Regions from separate parts of the Zea mays genome. Here region 1 is linked to region 2. Evidence: chromatin contacts called from public Hi-C data. All regions are on one chromosome and are shown on one strand. Each heading gives the region's core, a stretch centred on a gene start, on an enhancer-like site or on the middle of the called end of the contact. The rest is flanking DNA. Distances are from core to core; before and after follow the strand shown.

What was found. A called contact is a pair of places that touch in the nucleus more often than the background predicts.
Region 1: a contact with region 2 is called in a Hi-C map of endosperm, with 2.4 times the contacts expected there. The contact joins the promoter of LOC100283511 here to the promoter of LOC100283184 in region 2. A contact is called at or near these places in 2 of 25 Hi-C or Micro-C datasets (endosperm and tassel).

The regions. Positions count from the first base shown.
Region 1 is chr9:142,996,532-143,000,881 of Zm-B73-REFERENCE-NAM-5.0, forward strand. LOC100283511 (spliceosomal protein) reads left to right here and starts at 2,136. Exons shown (of 5, transcript NM_001156411.2): 1 at 2,136-2,330; 2 at 2,942-3,114; 3 at 3,813-3,906; 4 at 4,306-4,350. The coding sequence starts at 2,258.
Region 2 is chr9:142,634,734-142,638,839 of Zm-B73-REFERENCE-NAM-5.0, forward strand. LOC100283184 reads left to right here and starts at 2,319. Exons shown (of 7, transcript NM_001156086.2): 1 at 2,319-2,802; 2 at 2,903-3,074; 3 at 3,185-3,402; 4 at 3,518-3,625; 5 at 3,713-3,838; 6 at 3,924-4,106. The coding sequence starts at 2,593.

The sequences.
Region 1 (4,350 bases), core at 886-3,385, 360 kb after region 2:
GCGAGGCGGAAGTCGTTCGGCCGAGGCCAGGGCGGAGTCCGAGCCCTGGGGTCGGGCGAGGCGGAGTTTCGTCGTCTTCAGGGTGTTAGCCCGAGTCCGAGCCCTGGGGTCGGGCGGAGCGGAGTTCGCCGTCTTCCGGGTCTTAGCCCGAGTCCGAGCCCTGGGGTCGGGCGGAGCGGAGTTCGCCGTCTTCCGGGTCTTAGCCCGAGTCCGAGCCCTGGGGTCGGGCGGAGCGGAGTTCGCCGTGGCGCCTTTGGCAAGGCCTGACTGCCTGTTAGACTCACTCTGTCGAGCGGCAGCGCAGTCGGAGTGGCGCAGGCGGCGCTGTCCTTCTGTCAGACTGGCCAGTGGAGCGGTGGAGTGACGGCGGTCACTTCGGCTCTGCCGGGGGCGCGTGTCAGGATAAAGGTGTCAGGCCACCTTTGCGTTAAATGCTCCTGCAATTTGGTCAGTCGGTGTGGCGATTTAGTCAAGGTTGCTTCTGAGCGAAGTCAAGGCCTTGGGCGAGCCGGTGATGTGTCCGCCGTAAAAAGGGGGGCCTCGGGCGAGACGGAAGTCTCTCGAGGTCGGCTGCCCTTGGCCGAGGCTAGGCTCGGGTGAAGCGTGATCGAGTCACTCATGTGGACTGATTCCTGACTTAATCGTACCCATCAGGCCTTTGCAGCTTTATGCTGATGGGGGTTACCAGCTGAGAATTAGGCGTCTTGAGGGTACCCCTAATTATGGTCCCCGACAGCATCAAAGCCACGGGATCCTGAATTGCTAAGGGCTTGTTCGGTTAGCTCTCAATCCATGTGGATTGAGTGGGATTGGGTGGGTTTAAATCCCAAGCAAGTCAAAGTTCTTCAAAAAAAATTCCAATCCCATTCAATCCATGTATAATGGGAATAACCGAACAAGGGCTAAAATGGAACGATGCTATATTTATTCTATGCAATATCCAGACGACATTTTCGCATCTGGGCGAACATGAAATTCGTGATGGCAGGGTACCATCTGAATAAGAAACCACATACTACACTACTATATTATTCATGGCGTCTGAATAAGAAACCATGTATACTACTTACTTAATATCAAAATTGAGTGTAACTTGTAGTCTGGTGGATTAGGGTTAAAATGGACAGATTTGAAAACGAAAACTTAAGTTTGAATTATGATCATATATCACGTCAATCACTCAATCAGTACATTCTAATAAGGTCACGTATGCCTTGTCATGCTGTAACTTGCTGGCGACTGCACGTGCACGGCATGCCTAACTGCTGATGCGCAGCGCCTAGGACGAAGCTAGAATCATAAATAGTATTTATAGCTGCATCAGTTTAAACAACTAGTTTAAAGTCGCAGTGAACATAATCATGAGCAGCAAGTATCAACACACTGTACCCTGCTCCTGTCGGGCGGTGCGAAGTGCGAGCATCCGGCATAAGGTTCGTAGAATAATAATGAACTCGCTCAGTCGCTCTTGGTCTTGGATTTGAACATGCACATCCATATCCATTCTTTGATTTGGTTCGATACGAGGCATAAAATTCTTTCTAGGCGCACGTTCATTCTTCGCTTTGGTTGTTGGTTCGAGTCAAAAATAAACCTTCCTTTTTTTTTACCAGCACCAGGAGCCTGCAAAGTTTGAACGAACGAGCAAGCATGCATGCGGATGAATCCAATTCCGGGCATCCTTCCAGATGCATGAGGTTGAGGAGATGCTGCTGTCCGGCGAGGCGAGTTATATCGACTGGTCTGTTGCAACGGTGACCGAGTTATATCGACGGAGTGATGCATGGATCGACGAAGCGAACAGCCAGCTTCCAGGAACGCTGCATGGCCTCTTACTAGGCTGCTTTGGCAACTGGTCTCTTGCAATTGTTTGAGCAACACCTAAGTCTGAATGTCTGATCATGGTCATATTGCTGATGTCAAATAGACAGATGCTTCAGTTCCGTAACCCATCCTTCTCCGCAGCAATCTGGTTGGTCCAGAAACCGTTTCCGAAGCCAGGACGCTATTCGGCCCAGAACTATTCCGCCCACAACCCACAAACAGGCCAGCCGTAGTGTCCCAGCCCCAAATACACAGCCTAGGCCCACCTATTCGGACACACCAGAAAAGAGAGAGAGAGAGGAAAAGAACCCAACACGCTCTCTCGCGCGGCAAGAGCTTCCCGGCCCGAAACCGAAAGCACCACCACCACCACCACCAATCTCTGCGTTTTTCGTCTGCGGCGGCGGCGGCAGCAGCGGAGGAGGTAGACGAGATGCTGTCCGCCGACATCCCCCCAAACCAGACCATCTACCTCAACAACCTCAACGAGAAGGTCAAGAAAGAAGGTACCGCTCTCATCCGCCTGCACACGCCTAAAAATTCCTCCTAAAACCCTAGGTTCTCGATCTGGGAATTTGCTCGGCGTCGCGTCGCTCTAGGATTCGGTTAGCTCCGTCGTGTGTGCAGTTCAGAATCGATAGGTTCGGAACAGATAGATAAATGATTCAGTGTTCTGAGATTTTGGCTGCAGGCACAGTTCGAGATTGATAGGTTTTGATTATGCTTTAATAACTATATGTCTCTCTCTCACTGGGCCATGTCTGCTTTCGACATTAGGGTCTAGGGAGAACTCTTGCTATCTGTATGCCAGAAATCCAGTGGCATATTTAAGCGCGTTTTGATCCACTGGCTCGGTAGAAATTCGTTAAATCCTTGCCTTCTTCCACAGAACAAGAACATAGCGCGTTTGCCGTGATGGCGTACCGACGACCCAGCTCAAAAGGTCTGGGGTGTAGTGTCGGTTGTACTGGGGAGTCATATGTGTGGCCGAGTAATATCCCTGCCCAGTGACCAAAGCCTCCTAAATGTGTTCATGAATACGATGTCTTGATTTTGTTTAATCAGCATCAACCATCGTTTTGTTCATTGCCGAAACGTGTGATTCTCTTCCGCGCAGAGTTGAAGAGATCGCTTTATGCCCTGTGCTCGCAGTATGGAAGGATACTGGATGTGGTGGCTCTGAAAACACAGAAACTGAGAGGGCAGGCATGGGTGGTGTTTAGCGAGATTACAGCTGCTACCAATGCTTTCCGTGGATTGCAAGACTTTGATTTCTACGGCAAAAAAATGGTAATGCATCCTTATATTATTTCCGTGTATTGCAAGACTTTGATTTGTACCTGGTCATTTGGTTTGGATGTTTGAGTATAGCAATATCCTACTTTGAGTACCGAGCCAGACATTATTGTATGGTAGGCCTGCAAAAGTTTATGTTCTGCAATTTGCTCCGCAATTTGTTGCTCAGTTGAGCATCCATATGTTGTCGAGACTCGAGACATCCAGTGACACATAATAACTGGCCAGTGCTGAAACAGAGAAGGATTACCTTTCTCAATTCTTCTAATGAATTCCATAGATTGATGGTATAGGCGCACATTCTTCATATTTTATAGGATATTTTCACTCGTTTCTTCTTATATCTAAATGAAGGGCGGGCCTGGTGCAGCGGTAGAGCCTACCGTCTGTAACCGGAAGGTCCCGGGTTTGAGCCCCGGCCTCTGCATATTATGCGGGTAAGGTTTGGCGCTGAAAGATACCCTTCCTCGGACCCCGCACATCTTATATCTAAATGCTAAACAACCAAAAGACATCCTTGTCTAGTGCTCTTGGTGCAGCGTCTTGTTTCTTTACCTTTAAATAAGGTCAAACACATATTTTTCTTACCCTCTGATCACATTATTTTATGAATTCAGGAATGGAGGCTTAATAATATGTGCTGTCATGTATGAGGTTCAGAACTAACTTTTTGTTTTTTCTTCCATGTACAGCGAGTACAATATGCAAAAACAAAATCAGACTGTATTGCAAAAGAAGATGGTACTTATGCACCTAAGGAGAAAAGGAAGAAGCAAGAGGAGAAAGGTAATTCTAATTACATGGTTCAGCAACTGTATGCCAGATTCTGGTTTGTAACAAGGTCTGGCGTTCTGATGCTAAATAGCCTTCAGTACCATATGCAATTTTAGGGACCTAAATTCTTAATTCAAGGATGACTTCTGTTGTTTCGTATGTGGGAATCTGTTATTATTCCATGGACATGTGGTTGGACAGCTAGCTAGTAGTTGGGCAAAAGCAAGCAGTCCTGTGTTACATTCTATTTCTGCCATAGTTCATATATTGAACTTATTTATCTCTTTGCCCATGGCTCTATTTGAGTTATGGGTTCAGGACTTGATTTTGTTATCCTCTATTTTTTACGTTTGGAATGTTGAGAAATTTGCACTTGCTAGTTTTTCAACTTACCACTTGTTTCTATTTTAGCTGCTGAGAAAAAACGACGAGCAGAAGAGGCACAGCAAGCTGGCC
Region 2 (4,106 bases), core at 1,069-3,568:
GTGACTTTGCTCAGATTGTAGCCAAAGTCCCGAAGGGTTTGCCTCATCCAAAGTAGTTGCGCGCAACACTGACATGCGACAACATACTCGGCCGAGGCGGTGGATAGGGCAACATATGTTTGTTTCTTCGAGTTCCAGGACACTAAGGACCTTTCTAGAAACTGACAAGTCCCCGATGTGCTATTCCTATCAACCTTGCACCAGACATAGTCATAATCTGAATATCCAATTAAGTAGACCCCTTTGGATACCAGATCTCGAGGCAAGGCGTATGAACTAAATATCGAAGAATCCGCTTCACAGCCACAAGGTGACATTCCTTGGGGTTGGATTGAAATCTAGCACACATGCATACGCTAAGCATTATATTCGGTCTATTAGCACAAAGATAAAGCAAAAAACCTATCATAGACCGGTATACCTTTTGATCAACGGACTTACCGCCGTTGTCGAGGTCCAAGTGTCCGTCGGTTCCCATGGGTGTCTTCGCGGGCTTTGCTTTGTAGGTGCAAGCACAACATAGAGCTTGCAGGTATGCCTGCGACCATAAACATGGATACAATAACGTTCCATGTCATCATGTCCAGTGCAATTGGTAACCATTGCAGCTACATGTACTGCATAGTATTTGTGGGTGTGTCTATAGCCTCAGGCATGACTATAGTGACAATTTTATTGCAATGTTGCCCCCTTACAATGAATACGAAGGACAAGAGGCTTATCTCAACCACCCGACGTTGTGTGATCAACTTAGTTGGGGTGCACACGTTTTCGCGGTCATGCCACCTAGGATCATCCTGTACCGATGGCGTGTTGGGGAATGGGGAGTGTCGAGAGCTCCTACGTAAAGGCCTTGGCTTGTAGGGTTGGTCGACACATGGCTTGCCCCCAAGACGTAGGGCCCCAAGATGTTAAATTGGCACTAAGCTAGATTCATTGTGGATCTATCTTTTGTCGATGGATTCTTAAAAGACATTTTGTTAGCATTTCAATGCATGACCTCCACCAAATGCTGACAATACTAGCTATTTATTTAAAATAAACAAAATCTAAACGGTTTCAAATAGATAGTTACAAATACATAATATTTTTAGAAGAAAATTGGCAATAGGTTTATTCTTTGTTTAAAATAAACTATTAATGACTTTTTAAAGGTTGAACCGTTTTTTAAATAGAAAACCAGTTTTAAAACGAAGACTAAGGGCCTGTTTGTTTACCCCCGGATTATATAATCTGGATTAAATAATCCTAAGAGGCAAACAAACAGTCCAGCTTATTTGTCCAGATTATATAATCTAACCCTTTGGATTATGATAATCCATAAGCAAGTGAGGAGGTGCTTATTTCAGATTATTTTTTCCCACTTCCCCACTACCCTTTCAAGTTTCCTAGAAATTACCCACCATTGCCATTATAATCCACCGAATCGTTTTTGCGCCTAGTACTAGTCAATTTGGGGATGAAGAAGGTGACATGAATGCCTTCCGTGATAATATTGCTAATGCAATATTTGCCAATGTCAATTGAATTATTTTATATATATATATATATATATATATATATATATATGAGTTTCAACCTAGTACAAATATAGAGGGCATTCTTGTCTTCCTCATACAAAAGAATCCTATTAACAACTCAAATAATCTGGGTAAACAAACAGGACTACTCAGATTATATAATCCAAATTATATAATCCTCCAAAAATAATCCAGATTATATAATCCATGGAGGTAAACAAACAGGCCCTAAATTTATCTAGCTATAATAGTTAATTTAAAACTTAAAGGACGTATGTTACCCTATTTATTTGTAGTTTAAGGTTAAAAAATCAAACTATCATATAAGGTGGATGTTGGTTGATTGGTTGAATAATGTACTTTACTTTTGAATAAATATTTTTTTATTCCTACGTAAAAATGGTATTACATCGATAGATTTTGTGAATACTTTGTCTATACCTTTGCGATTATTTTTATTGCAACTGCATGTGGACATGCTGACTTGCTGCCTTGCTGGAATGGCATGGCACATGACATGAGTCTCTAGTCACCTGACACCAAGACATAACAAGTAGATACCGACACGGTGACCACGAGACGACAGCAACAAAATCCACTGTAGACACGCTTTTCTTAATCCCGAAAGCTGTAAACCACCATTGACCACCACTTAATCAAGCAGCACACGCAGCCCTGGGGCTGCGGCGGTGCTGACGGCTGGCTGCCTGAGCTGGGGCTGACCAGTGACTGCACTGGCCGGTGATTTTGCACGAACCACCCTGTTTTACGCTAAAATCTCGATACGATCCTGCACCTTCTCACTCTCTGATCAGCTGATTAAAATCCTCGTCCCCTTTTGCCGTCCCTCTGTTCACGGCCCTCGCCAAATCCCCAAAATCCAAGCGCGTCGCCGACGGCATTGCGTCGCCATTGCCTCCAAATCCGTGTGCGACTCGCGTGATCCCAGATCCCGCTCGCCGTATCCCCCGCAGTGACCTCTGACCAGAGCATTTTCCGCGCGGAAAATGCCGCCGTTTCGGCCGGCTCTTGGAAGGGCGCTTCTTCTGTAGGACCGCGGCGCGAGGCTGCGATGGCGTTCGCCGCCAGCGAGGGAAATCTTTCCCCGGCGCTGCCCCTGGCCACTCTGATCGGCCGCGAGCTCCGCGGCGACGGTACCGAGCGCCCGCACGTGCGCTACGGCCACTCTGGCTTCGCCAAGCGCGGCGAGGACTACTTCCTCGTCAAGCCCGACTGCCTCCGCGTCCCCGGAGACCCTTCCTCCTCTTTCTCCGTCTTCGCTGTAGGCCCACTTTTCCCCCTAAGATATTCTTTTGGTGTCTCGTTTGGGTTCGGTGATGTGATGGTCTGTTTGTTTGGTTTGACGGATCTGCGGTTCGCAGGTATTCGACGGCCACAATGGCGTGTCGGCGGCGGTGTTCAGCAAGGAGAAATTGCTGGAGCACGTGATGAGCGCGGTGCCCGAGGGCATCAGTCGCGAGGACTGGCTACAGGCGCTGCCGCGCGCGCTCGTCGCAGGATTCGTCAAGACAGACATTGACTTCCAGCGCAAGGGTAGATGGCACCAACTCACCGAGTGATCTTTGGCTTCCTTTCAACTGCAATGCCGTTGAGTATCTGGGCTAACCTCGCTGAAAAGATGCTAATTCTGGGAACTGGTGCAGGTGAGACGTCAGGAACGACGGCGACACTTGTTGTGGTTGATGGGTTCACGGTCACTGTGGCGTCGGTGGGAGATTCTAGGTGCATTCTGGATACACAGGGAGGCGAGGTCTCATTGCTGACTGTGGATCACCGGCTAGAGGAGAATGCAGAGGAGCGTGAGCGCGTCACAGCGAGTGGAGGAGAGGTCAGCCGGCTTAATCTCTGTGGTGGACAGGAGGTAGTGCTCACTGCTCAGTCATTTTGATGAAGAAGGATTCTAGGATACAATATGAGCTCTATGCTTTGGAAACATTTCTGCATGGGATTTTTTAATTAATTTCTCCCTTTTTTAGGTGGGTCCTCTCCGATGCTGGCCAGGTGGATTGTGCCTTTCAAGGTCAATTGGGGATACTGATGTCGGCGAGTTCATTGTACCGATTCCACATGTCAAGCAAGTGAAGGTGAAATCATGAGTTTTGGTTAAAAGGAAAGAATTTAGCTCTTAACATATCCTTTGTTAACATGTGGTTTTCTTTTGGTAATTGTAGCTCCCAAATACTGGTGGAAGACTAATAATTGCATCAGATGGAATATGGGACGCTCTGTCCTCAGAGAGTGCTGCTCAGGCGTGCCGGGGATTACGTGCAGAACTGGCTGCAAAACTTGTTGTTAAGGTGATTATAAATGTGGCTGGGCTATTACATCATCCTGTACTTTATTATCTCAATCGTCTAATTAGTAACCATCTTGCTTGTCCAGCAAGCTCTGAAGACAAGTGGGCTGAAAGATGACACCACATGTGTGGTTGTCGACATCATCCCATCTGATCATTGTTCAACACCACCAGCATTGTCTCCAAAGAAAAATCAGAACAAGTTGAAGCATCTTATTTTTGGTAAAAGGTCTCATAGTTCTGTTGGAAAGCTCAGCAAATCTGCTTCA